3 separate regions of the Mus musculus genome follow, and all the other regions are linked to region 1. Evidence: chromatin contacts called from public Hi-C and promoter capture Hi-C data. All regions are on one chromosome and are shown on one strand. Each heading gives the region's core, a stretch centred on a gene start, on an enhancer-like site or on the middle of the called end of the contact. The rest is flanking DNA. Distances are from core to core; before and after follow the strand shown. Region 1 holds the start of Polg (polymerase (DNA directed), gamma). Region 2 holds the start of Mesp1 (mesoderm posterior 1). Region 3 holds the start of Arpin (actin-related protein 2/3 complex inhibitor).

What was found. Promoter capture Hi-C pulls out the DNA fragments that hold promoters and counts their contacts. A called contact is a pair of places that touch in the nucleus more often than the background predicts.
Region 2: a promoter capture Hi-C map of neural stem cells shows a contact between it and region 1. The contact joins the promoter of Mesp1 here to the promoter of Polg in region 1. A contact is called at or near these places in 1 of 39 promoter capture datasets (neural stem cells) and 1 of 9 other capture datasets (adipose tissue).
Region 3: a contact with region 1 is called in a Hi-C map of uterus, with 6 times the contacts expected there. The contact joins the promoter of Arpin here to the promoter of Polg in region 1. A contact is called at or near these places in 2 of 484 Hi-C or Micro-C datasets (forebrain and uterus).

The regions. Positions count from the first base shown.
Region 1 is chr7:79,464,709-79,468,872 of GRCm38.p6, reverse strand. It overlaps Polg (polymerase (DNA directed), gamma), which reads left to right and starts at 2,600. Exons shown (of 23, transcript NM_017462.3): 1 at 2,600-2,803; 2 at 3,502-4,164. The coding sequence starts at 3,662. n-TRtcg5 (a tRNA gene) reads right to left here and starts at 2,454; the gene lies at 2,382-2,454.
Region 2 is chr7:79,790,712-79,795,059 of GRCm38.p6, reverse strand. Mesp1 (mesoderm posterior 1) reads left to right here and starts at 1,470. Exons shown (of 2, transcript NM_008588.2): 1 at 1,470-2,195; 2 at 2,469-2,819. The coding sequence starts at 1,533. The coding sequence ends at 2,537.
Region 3 is chr7:79,932,817-79,936,991 of GRCm38.p6, reverse strand. It overlaps Arpin (actin-related protein 2/3 complex inhibitor), which reads left to right and starts at 1,728. Exons shown (of 6, transcript NM_027420.4): 1 at 1,728-1,839. The coding sequence starts at 1,748. It overlaps Gm31966 (a long non-coding RNA gene), which reads right to left and starts at 1,553. Exons shown (of 3, transcript XR_391645.4): 1 at 812-1,553.

The DNA of each region.
Region 1 (4,164 bases), core at 1,351-3,850:
GTCTCCGTCTGCTCTTCCTGCATCCCTCACATTTGCTAACTTCCTGGTGGCCATAGTGGCTCCTGTGGTTTCCTGAGCCATTTAAGTAACTCTGCTGGCCTCTCCAATTAGTCCGTAGGGCTGTGGGATGTGGCTCTGTTGGTAGAGTGTTGGCCTAGCACACAGCAAGCTCTGGGTTTCATCTTCATAAAGCAGGTGTAGAGTGGTGCAGCCTGTGATCTGAGCACTCTGGAGGTAGAGGCAGGAGGATCGGAAATTCAAAGTTGAGAGAGAACTAGTTGGTGGACTCACTAACTTCCAAAGGAACGAGGCTGAACACACACCTACAACACTATACCATGTAACCATGTCATCTTTAATAACTCCAGGAGTTTGGCCCTGTTATGGGTTTTACAGAGGCTCAAAGATCCTAGCAGGAAGATTTCTCTGTGTGAGAGTGGACCTGGTCTACATAATGAGCTCCAGGCCAGCCAGGGCTGCATAGTGAGACCTGGCCTCAAAAATAAACAAATATAAAACTCCTCAGGCAACCCCCACCCCCAAAACAGACACACTCAGCAGGAGCCAGAGACAGGAGACAGAGATTATTTGAGGCATGCTGGAGGTGGGGTGGGGGAAGATCAGTTAATAGGGTATTTGTTTCTTTGTGGGTCAGATGTCAATTTAACACAGGCATGTGTATGTGGAGACCAGAGGTCAGCCTTGGATGTTTGTTTCTCAGGACTTGTTTATCTTGCCTTCTGAAACCAGGCCTCTCATGGGGACCCAGATTTTGCTGATTAGATCGGGTGATCTGTGAGTCTCTGGGTGTGGCAGCCCCCCCCCCCCCCGCGTACCCCCCCCCTCACGTATTCCCTCCCTTCACGGCTTCAGGTAGGTGCTCGCTCTTGCAAGCCATGCTCTTCCCCCCACTGAGCTATTCCCACAGCCCAGGGGAGGGCTCCAACACAGCGTTCTGGGGTTGAAGATGTGCATCACTGCTTCCTGATGATGCGGGGTTTGTTAGTCCATTAAATCGCAGTTTCTAGGCTCTTCCTCGCAGCTACCGCTCTTTGAAACTCCAATGGCTGCAATCAAAGTTTTGAAAAATTTACAGCGAGTATAACACCGTTGAGAACAAGGCACGGGTATGGCTAGCGCCACGTGGCAGCTTGCCTAGGCTCACAGATGAAGAGAACACTGAATTTCAGTAGGAGACTATGAAATAAAAATGAAATTGTTTTTCCTGCTCGGAGGCTTCCTGAGTTAAGAGCCTCTCCTTTTTCACCTTATAGCAAAATAAACTGAGCAAAGTTATGTAAAAGCAAGAAGAATCACAAAATAAGGAATCTCTTATCTAGTTGACTCTGGTTTGTGTGTGTATATATATAAAACTGATAACCAACCAATCAAACAAACAAAAATCACTTTATGTCTATTAAGTACATCTAGAAAAATGTATAAGAATGTCTCAGCTGGAGAGCTAGATTGTGGATATTTGTAGTTCAAGCACTGAGGCGGGAGGGCAGCCAGGGCTACCGCGTAAGTTCTAAGTTACAATGTGAGACCTCATCGTTAAAAACAAACAAACAAGCAAACAGGCCGACAGACAGACAGACAAAAGAGGGGGAAGAAACTAAGAAAAGGAGAAAGGAGAAGGGTTCTGTATGAGTCCCTGCCGCTGCTAGTGACAGGAAAAGCGGATAGAGGAGCGACTCCTGAAAAAAGTCAAAGACCCTCTCTCCTGTACACAGTTCTCAGCGTCCGGGTGGTCTCGCTGGTTGGAAGTGGGGGCTGCCGTTCAGCGCGGTCCGAATTTTTTCCCTAATCAGCTGCTTGTGCCCCCTAGTCTGCCTGAAGCAATCCTGATCTTTTCTTTCCTCGTACGGGACTCTCGACTTGAATCCCTGGGTCCCAGTTATTCACCCAGGCCATATTCGCCTGACCCTTTGCAGCTGACCCTCTACGGAGAGCTGGGAGCAGAAACAACCGGAGCAACGGGAGGTGGACCCAGAGATTGACAGATCTCTGAAGCGGGACGTGCTTCAGCTGTGCCCGGTGGGCGCGACCAATCGGACTCAACAGCATCAACCCCCAGCATCATTGTCCGGGATAGGAGGGAGGAGACTCCATCGAGGCTTAGCCTTTGCGGTCCATAGGTGACAAATCTAGACTTCGGACGGCACGTGCTCCGTTTGCTCCACTCTCCATCCGGGACAAGGCTCTCGACCGCTGTCACCGTTTAAGCAATGTGTCACCCTGACAGTTGTTTGCTCAGATCCTTGAGTTCCAAGAATTAAGTTTAGACTAGAAGTTGGTCATAACCACTACGGTCAATTTCGCTTTATTTCCAAAGGGAATCTTGGGATTAACAAACTGACAGATAAAAACAACATACAAGTCGACCGCGGCAGGACTCGAACCTGCAATCTTCTGATCCGAAGTCAGACGCCTTATCCATTAGGCCACGCGGCCGCCAGCGAGAAGGTGCCTTTACTTAGCTTAAAGCGTGTAGCCGCCTTCAGGCTCGCGTCAGACTGGTCTATCTTTTCCGTGGGGAGGGAAGTAGCGGAGGACCTCACCCGGAAGTCCCTCTGCACCCCCGCGGGCGGGCGGCTCCATTGGCGGCGCTCTTATTGGACGCTCGGGGGAGTCTCCCGCCTGCCTCTGGGTAGCCGCGGGACCCAGTTCGCGCAGACGGGAAGTTGCGGCTGCTCCCGAGACCGCACGCCACCCTGAGGCTGCGTGGGCCGCGCGCCGCGGACGCCGCGTCGTCGCCGGGGCTGTGGGCTGCCGCAGAACGGGAAGCGCGAAGCGGACCGAGGTTTCCGGCGGGCTCGGCAGGGGGAGGGCCGGGCGCGGCTGCTCCCTCTCCACTCGGGAAGCCGGGCCGGGAGCAGGGCGGCGGCTGCGGCGGGGACCCTGTGTCCCGGCGTGCGGGGGTGGCCGCCGACGCCCCGACCAGGGCGCCCTAGGCCCGCCCGGGTGTGGGTGCGGACCCCGAGGCTGTGGCTCGTTCGGCGGGTTTCGAAGTTGGGGCGCTAGGCCCTCGGGCCGCCGGCGGGGTGGGACTGGCAACTGCTGTCTGCCGAGCGCCTACTGGGGTTAGGGCCACTCGACGAGCGCGCCCTCTGCCACTCTTACAGCAGTGGCCCGTGGCTCTAGAGTTCTTAACCCCATTTTACAGAGGAGGAGGTCGGGGCCTAAGGAGCTGGGCCAAGGTCACGCAGTTGGAGAGCCAGAACCCTGGTCTGTCTGCGTCTCCCCATTTCAGCATCTCCAGCGGCTTCTCCCAAGTTAACTGCCGAGCCGGTGTGGCCCTGTCCTCGGGAGGGGGCAGTGCCATTTCTTAAGGTTGTTGGAGGCGTAACAGAAAAATGTCCCTACTCCGCTCTGGCCTTTTGGCTAAGATCAAGTGGAGAAAATGCTTGTTTGGCACGCAGCAGATGTTTGTTGCGGGATAAGCGGTTTGTTCAAGTCCGTGACACTTGTAATAACACTTTTATCGTCTGTCTCCTTTAGGACTTGTGTGAGGAAGGCAGGCATGGTGAGACCTATTTCACTGACAGGAGCACAGAGAGGGGACGCGTCTCTCTCTGAGTCTTTCGGCCACTAAAAGCAGTCAAGCTGGAGCCCAAAGCCCGGTGCCCCGACTCACAGCGGGGGGCTCCCTGCACCAACCATGAGCCGCCTGCTCTGGAAGAAGGTGGCTGGCGCCAAGGTCGCCTCAGGGCCAGTACCAGCAACCGCGCGCTGGGTCTCCAGCTCCGTCCTCGACCCCGTCCCCAGCGACGGGCGGCCGCCGTCGCAAATGCCCTCCTCCGAGAATGGGCAGCTGCGGCTCAACCCTCTGCTCATCCAGATGTTGTCGAGAGGCCTGCACGAGCAGATCTTCGGGTGCGGCGGGGAAATGCCCGACGAGGCCGCGGTGCAGCGCAGCGTAGAGCACCTGCAGAAGCACGGGCTCTGGGGGCAGCCGGCCACGCCCTTGCCAGACGTGGAGCTGCGCCTGCCCCGGCTCTTCGGGGGCAACCTGGACCAGCACTTCCGCCTCCTGGCCCAGAAGCAGAGCCTGCCTTACTTGGAGGCGGCCGCCTCGTTATTGGAGGCCCAATTGCCCCCCGAGCCCAAGAGCTGGGCCTGGGCGGAGGGCTGGACCCGGTACGGCCCCGAGGGGGAGGCCGA
Region 2 (4,348 bases), core at 221-2,720, 330 kb before region 1:
AGTCCAGTAGCATAGGATGGCTTCAAATTCACTTTGCAGCCAAGACTGGCCCAAACTCCTCTTGCCTTCATTTTCCAAATGTTGGAATTACAGGCATGTGCGTGTATGCCCAACTTCTGGAGACTTTATTAATAAGCATGTCACATATAAGTGGGGACAGGTTTGCTTTAATCTCTCAATTTGTATTTATTTCTCTTTATTTTTCCAACCTAGTCCCTTCATTCAGTACAACACTGAACAGGTATGGTAAGAGCAGGCATCCTCAACAGCCAGGCTCACAACTGCAGTAAGCTGAGGCAGCAGGATCAGGAGCTAAAGGCCAGCTGGGTTAGAGTAAGTTTGAGGCTAGCCTGGGCTACATGAGACCATGTTTCAAGATGTGGGAGGAAGAACACTGGAGAGACGGCTCAGCAGTTAAGAAGAGCACATGTTGCTCTTGAAGAACCCAAGGTTCTGTTCCCAGAAGCCACCTCAGGCAGCTTACAATTGCCTGCAAGGCCCGATCCTAAGGAACGTGACACCTCTGGCCTGTGTGGGGGCACCAGCACACACACACACACACACACACACACACACACACACACACACACATCTTTAAAAAATAAAAGGCAGCCTATGAACCTAACAGGTAGCATCCTATGAAATAGATTATAAAACTGCCATTGGGACAGATGAAGGTTTCTGCTTTTCAGGGTTTTTGGGTTTTGTTTTGTTTTGTTTTGTTTTTTCCAACACAGGATCTTATGTAGCCCATGTTAACCTGGGCCATATACAGCTAGGCCTGGCCTTGAACTCCTGACCCTCCTGCCTTCACCTCCCAAGTGTGCCACCAGCTCAAGGAGTTGAGTTTTGTCAAAGGACTTTTTACTCACTGTAGCTGACCAAAGCAGCAGAGCTCCAGTCATGGGAGGGCTGGGAAGGGGACCAAGCTCCCCATCTTGCCAAGACTAGAAGTGACTTGTAGTGTGGGGAGGCAGGCTCACCTCTCCCCCTGCCCGGACACCCCAGCAACCTCACAGGTCGGTCGGGATGGTTTCTTCAATGTGCCTCCCATAGCCTGGACATCAGGGAGGACTACAGGCCACATCCAAGCCTCTGGGAAGGACTGAACTAGAGTTCTCTCCGTGTCTAGAGGTCCCTAGTCCACAGTTGGCCAATGCAATCCCGAAGTCTCTTGTTATACAATTTGTAAATTAAAGTGATGGAAAAAAATGGCGTAGGGTCCCTAATAAATGAAGGTGTACCCTAAGCCTAGGAGCTAGACTTCAGTTCTCTGAGCATGGTTCTTTCAACTGGCAGTCCTGGCCATAGGTGCCTGACTTACTGAGGCCCCAAATATGGTCCAGGTGGAGCAGACTGGACTAAGGGGTCCTGCACCTCAGAGCCCCTGCTATGGTTCAAAGGGTTCAGGCCCTGCCCCCCTCCTGGCTCGAGCCGGCTTTGATATGCTGATGAATTCTGGAAGGGGCCCGCTTCACACCTAGGGCTCAGGATAAAGCTACAGCGGACCCAATGGTCAGGCCTCCGCTGCCATGGCCCAGCCCCTGTGCGAGCCGCGCTCCGAGTCCTGGATCCTGAGTCCCGCTGGTCGGCAGCCACCGATGCCTTCCGATGGGAACAGCGTCTGCTCCCCAGCCTGGTCCTCGGACCCGTGGGACGGTGCCCAGGCCAGCAGCCCTGCACCACCCTGCGCCCGCCCGGCCCGGCGTGCTGGGACCCCGGGTAGGCGCGGGACGCACGGTAGCCGCCTGGGTAGCGGACAGCGGCAGAGCGCCAGCGAGCGGGAGAAGCTACGTATGCGCACACTCGCCCGCGCGCTGCACGAGCTGCGCCGCTTCTTGCCGCCATCCGTGGCACCAACCGGCCAGAACCTGACCAAGATCGAGACGCTGCGCCTGGCCATCCGCTACATTGGCCACCTGTCGGCTGTGCTGGGACTCAGCGAGGACAACCTCCGGCGACAGCGGCACGCGGTGTCACCTCGAGGCTGCCCGCTGTGCCCCGACAGCGACCTGGCGCAGTCGCAGTCGCTCGGTCCCCGTTTAAGCCCGGCCGTCTGCAGCGGGGTGTCGTGGGGATCCCCGCCTGCCTACCCTAGACCCCGAGTCGCCGCAGAATCGTGGGACCCATCGTTCCTGTACGCAGAAACAGCATCCCAGGAAAGGCAGGAAATGGAGCCCAGTCCCTCATCTCCGGTTAGTAACCCCTTCCCCCACACTGTCGAGGTGGCGCCCCCTACTGTTGGTGCGCGACGCACAGCCCCACGTCGCGGACCAGCCTCTCTGCTGCACTCAGGATCTCCCTTGGGCGCATCCCCGTGTGCCCTGGGTGTCCGAACAGGGTGGGAGTTGGACAGGCAGGGATTAAGGACGCTTTGCTTGCTCGCTTAACCTTGAGCGTGGAGCGGATGAGCGCGGACCTGACCCTGGGGCAGGTGTTGATTGTGGCGCTGTTCACTCTTCCTGCAGCTCTTCAGCAGCGACATGCTGGCTCTTCTAGAAACCTGGACGCCGCCGCAGGAGTGGCCGCCTGCCTGAAGAGTGGAGGGGACAATGCAACGGATGATTGTCACCCTGTCTGAGCACAGACACTTTTCCTTTGGTCTTGGCACCTTCGGAGGGAGTAGATCCTGGAAGAGGCGGCAGTGATACCAACATGGGCATCCCGGGGTGGGAGCTGGCCCTCATCCAGACTGTACCATTCCAACCCTCCTTGGAAGGAGGCGCCCAATAGGGTACACGCTCTAAAGATGAAGCAGGCACAAGCTTTGCCTGGTGTGTATTTATTTATTTGTGAATAAACCGATTGTGCTAGTGTCATTTGGAGGGTTTATTTTTCTTTCTTCCTTATTTGGGGGTGTGTGGGAGGGGGAACCTCACACTGTACGGCCCAGGCTGGCCCAAACTCATGGTGGCACGAGCCCCCATTGCCCCATGCTCCCATACCCTGCTGGAAGTTCTGCTATGTGTCAGGGAAAGCTGACATGGGATTGTGGAGGAGGAGTCTTGTAATCTCCAGCCTGGAAACACAAAGGCCTTCTACCCTCCTTCCTGGTCAACATCTATGCTGCATGGGTCAGTCTGAAAGGGTGGGGTAGGGTGAAACGGAGTGGGGAGCTTCCTGAGAGAAGGTGACAGGAAGTAGTTCCTCTTTTTTAAATGTAGGGAGGGACTGGATAAAACCAGAAAACACAACTCCTTTAGTGTTTTTGTACCTTGGTTACCTTTGCATATATTTCACAGACACATAAAGGACAAGACTCTGAGCCATGTAAGGCTTGGGCATTGCCATGCTCAGCGGTGGGAGGGAGCAGAACGGCGTGTCTGCTCTTCTGGGCAGCTGAGCCACATCTGGGACACCGTCCCCACACCAGGGCACCATCTCCCTGGCTAGAGCTTCCCATCTTCATGTGGCTTGGAGGCCTGGCTAGGATTCGATGAGGGACCTGTTGATCGCTAACCTGTGCTGCTATAGTTCAGGTCAGGAATGTGCAGCCGAGAAGAGAGGCTCCTGGAGCCCAGAAAGAGGCTGGCATCAGCAGAGCAGGAGGTCCAGAGAACCGTCCAGTAAGGGCCCTGACTCATGGCAGTCTCTGCCAAGGGTGCAGGGGCAACTCTCTCTCCCCCTCAACTCTCAGAAGCTCAGGCCTTGGTATTCGTTTATTTCTTTTAATATGCATTTTGTTGATGTTGTTTTGAGATAGAGTCTCATTCCACCAAGGGTCGTCTCAGGGGATGCCGGGTGACACACGTGTGCCACTATGTTCTCGTGCTTCTCTAGAAAGCTCACCTCAATGACTTGGCATATCCATAAAGCTTTACAGTTATCACCACTAATTTTAGAGTAATTTTTATCACCTCCAAAAAGAAGCTACTGGCCAGATGTAGTGGCACACTTTGGATCTCAGCACTTGGAAGGCAGAAGCAGGCAGAAGCAGGAGTTCAAGGCTCTCCAGGGTTACATGGTGAGCCCTGTCTCAAGAAAAGAAGACTAAGGAAGAAGGGGCAGCTCCATTAACCCCACTAGCCTCGGTGCCCAGGTGCCCACCAGCCAGCCCCTGCAGTGGCACTTTAACTTTAATGAAATTTACCTGTTGTAAACACTTCCTATAAAAAGGAATATTCAAGCTGGCCATACACCGCTAATCTCAGTACTTAGAAAGCAGGGGCAAGCAGATCTTTGAATTTATGGCAAGCCCAGTCTACATAGCGAGTTCCAGATCACCCAAGTCTACACAGGAGACCCTGTCTCAAAAGAACAAAAACAAGAAGGAGGAAGCGGCCCCAGTCACTGAGCCGCCACCGAGGACTCAGCTGCCTCCCCCTCGAGCCCCCTCGCTTCCCGACGC
Region 3 (4,175 bases), core at 479-2,978, 470 kb before region 1:
CACTATATAGTTCAAGCTTGTAAGCACTGGGATTACAGGCGTGGAGCCCTGTGACCAGCAAAGGAGAAGCCCTTTTTCTATATTATTTAGATTCTATCATCTATGGTTTAGACTGGGTATGCAGCTCCCTGGTTGAACACTTGTCTGGTGTTCACAAACACCCTGGGTTCTATTTTCGGCACTGTTAAAATACAATTTAAGTAGCTACGTATAGCGTCCACAGAGGGCATTGCACATTTAGAGCCTGTGCGAAGGGGCAGTGACCCAGGAAAGGGACAGAAGAGGAAGGAGGCAGAGGAGTCAGGTGCCTATGAGCCTAGGACTTGCCAGAGGACACAGAGGACAGTCCTCCCCAGAGGATTGTTGTCCTTCTTTCTGGGAATTACAGAGCTGCCTGACAGGTCCAACATAGGCTGGGGTTGACTAGTCACAGACATCCTGTCTAGGGTCTGTTACATTTTTAGGGATCCACAAAACTATATTTTTGGAGCTGAGGATGTGGCTTGAGAAGACTGTTTGCCTAACGTTCATAAAGTCCTGGATTGAACCCCCAGTACCAAATAATCCAGGTGCAGTGGGTGGCCCACACCTGTAATCCTGGTTCTTGGGGAAGTATTGTAAGGAGAAAGGGGTTTGAAGTTATCCTTGGCTACATAGCGAGTTCAAAGCCAGCCTGAGATACATAAAATAATGTCTTAAAAATATTTATATTTTGTTAAAAGAGGAAGGACCCTTAAAAATAAAGTGTCTGAGACCATTCTGTGGTGATACTATGTGGGAGAGAGAGCTCCTTCCAAAGCTAACAACTCACCCTGGACTCTCGGGTATCTTCATTGTGGCTGAGGCAGGGGCACACCTGGCACAACAGAATGTGGCCACCTGCGCCAGAATTTGGCACAAAGGAGCCAATAAAACAAGACGATTTCCCAATGATTTCCGGGTCGGAGGAGATTCCCGGGTGCAGGCTGAGAATAAAAGGCTTGCAGACACTCTGGAGCAAAGGGCACTGTGGGGCTAGAGAAGCGATCGATCCATCCGAATCCTTGAGAAGTGTGAGACAAAGTAATGAATGCTATGTCCACGAGACTAGGAGAGGGAGAGTTCTATCTTTACAAACCATTAGACACGTTTCTTTCTATTTTTGCTGAGCAAGAAGCGTAGGCTCATTAAAGGTTGAGGAACTTGCTGGGATTGCAGAGATTGAGGTTTCCCTTGCTGCAGATCTGACCTATCCCTACTCCGTCACACATTCTGGGAACTCCCCTAAGCCATTGCGGAACCACGGGGAGGTCCAAAAGGGCAGAGTCCATGGAGACCGCTCTGTGGTTCCTCGTTGCTGTCCCGTCTTCTCCCTTCCTGCTCCCTGAGAAAATGTCCTACCAGAACAGATCCCAAGAAAGATCTACTTTCCTAAGCTTCAAGGCCGCTTTTTTGTATATTGATGTGTTTTGAGACAGAATCTCTGTATAGTACAGATGGGGACCGAACTCTCGATCTTTCTGTCTTAGTCTATAAGGACATGAAGGACAGTGGTCATTCCAAAAGCCCCCTGTTACTGCACGAGGTCTGGCTGTCAGGAATGAGGCTCGGCCCCTTTAAGTCCCAACTGGGAACGCCTCGGACTAGCTTCCCGGATCTGTTAACCCGGGAAGCTGGTGCTGCAGCGACCTCCAAGCTCCTGTCCCCGAGGTGCCCCGCCCTACGCGCCGGTTGCTTCCTGGAGCCACAGGGCCTCGGCGTGGGGAAAATGAGCCGCATCTACCAGGATAGCGCCCTCCGCAACAAGGCCGTGCAGAGCGCGCGCCTGCCGGGAACCTGGGACCCTGCCACCCACCAAGGGTAGGATGTGCTCTGTCCATCCGGTTGCTGGCCAGAGATGGGTTGCACTTTCTTCCGCGGCTGACCAGGGGTGGGTTGTACTCTGTCCACCGGGCCAGGGACTCCGCTACTGGCCAGAGGTGGGCTGTGCTTCCCTCCCCTTCCCACATTGTTAGCCAGATGTGGACTGGGCAAGGGAACTGCCAGGATTGGCTGAGTCGGGGCCCTGGCCCCTACTATGGCCAGCCGTAGTGGCCTGGGAGCATCCCTGGGGCCTGGGCTCCCTGGAGCATCCCTGAGGCCTCTGTCGAACTCAAGATCTGAGTCCTGCTCAAAGATTGATGGGGGTTGGGGGTGTAGGGGACACTGGGGAGAGAAACTGGGGTTGCCAAAACCACCCCAGGCATCCAGCTGGCTCTTCCCAAGGTCCCTGGCCAACACACGCTGGGAAGACAGATAAACTTGAAATTCCCGCCTGCAAGAATATCCACTGGAGGGATGCCCAGACTCCCAAATGGAACTACAGAGGCGGTGCTGGGGTTCCCACTGACCTCCGTCTTTTCCCCACACCAGGGCTCTAAACTCTAGCCATCTGTCACACTGCATCACTGGTGACCAGTTTGTGGTGTGGCAGGAACAATAGAGGGAGGGTGGGAATATCCGGAGGGTAATAAGCAGGATGGACAATTTCATTTACAGTCAGAAACAACAAGAATTATTCTACATGAAAGAAGCCAGGCCCAGAAAACCAAAATATCGCGTCATCTAGGAAGTGGAATCTAAAGTCCAACTCATAAGGTCTCCAGTGGAGCAGGTTCAGTCAAAGGGGGAATAAGTTCTGAGGATATAATGTATACATAAATTTGGTGGTGTGAGTCATTATGCAATGTGTACATATCAAGTTTTCTTGATAAATGCCTTCGATATAACCTGTCTTTGTCAGTTAAATATTTTTGGAAATAATTTAAGAGTAATTAGAGGCAAGGAATCCTGACCCAGCCCTCTTCCACAGTCTGTCTTCTTAGACCCACCCTTTTCCCCAGGTTAATGGTTTCAAAGTGGAAAGTCCCCAGGTCCCCAGGTCCCAGGTTCCCCTTTTATAGAATGATAAGGAGCCAGTTCTGGTTCTGGTTCCACTCTGTGTGGGATGCCGTGATTTTGGGCTAATTCCCACATCTCAGAGTCTCTAATTTCCAGCTGTCTGGTGACAATAGCCATCTCCTTGATGACCATGTAGGTATGAATGGGAACAGGAGCATGGAGGTTCTTTAAAGTGGGCAAAGCCACGTCTCACCAGAGGACCTGGGTTCCATTCTTGGCACCCGCAGCAGGGGACTCAAAACTGCTTGTAAGTCCAGCTGTTGGGGATTTGGTTCCTTCTCTGGACTCCACAGGCACCAGTACACACCAGTATACATGCTTATACTCACACAGTCACACATACTTCCACATAAATAAAAAATAATAAAAGCACCCAGGTGTGGTGGCTCACAACCTTAATCCCAGTACTTGGAAGGCAGAGGCAGGTTGGTCTCTGAGTTCAAAGCAGTTTGGTTTACTTAGTGAGTTCCAGGACAGCTAGAGATACATAGGGAAATCTTGTCTTTAAAAAAAGGGGGAGAGGGGCGCTGGAGAGATGGCTCAGCAGTTAAGAGCACTGACTGCTCTTCTGAAGGTCCTGAGTTCAAATCCCAGCAACCATATGGTGGCTCACAACCACCTGTGATGAGATCTGATGCCCTCTTCTGGAATGTCTGAAGACAGCAACAGTGTACTTATATATAATAAATAAATAAATCTTAAAAAAAGGGGGGGGGGAATGAAAAAGGAAACCTGATTTATTGTACCAAAGACACTTGCTCAGGTTGGGGTCTGGGAATTACCACTCAAACCATACATACACCAACCTTAGTTAAGCAAGAACAGTTTATTGAACACCCATCATAATACTGGACGTCCAGGTCCACAGGAAGGAAAAACCTACCAGTCTGTCCTCAGGGCAGGCTTTTTATAGGAAAAAACAGGTTCAAAAGTTTTAAGGCAAGCCGGGCAGTGGTGGCGCATGCCTTTAATCCCAGCACTCAGGAGGCAGAGGCAGGAGGATTTTTGAGTTTGAGGTCATCCTGGTCTACAGAGTGAGTTCCAGGACAGCCAGGACTACACAGTCTAGAAACCCTGTCTCGAAAAACAAACAAACAAACAAACAAACAAACAAACAAAAGTTTGAAGGCAAGCAGTGAAGTGGTACAACATTTTTTTTTTTTTTTTTTTAGACAGGGTTTCTCTGTGTAGCCCTGGCTGTCCTGGAACTCACTTTGTAGACCAGGCTGGTCTCGAACTCAGAAATTCGCCTGCCT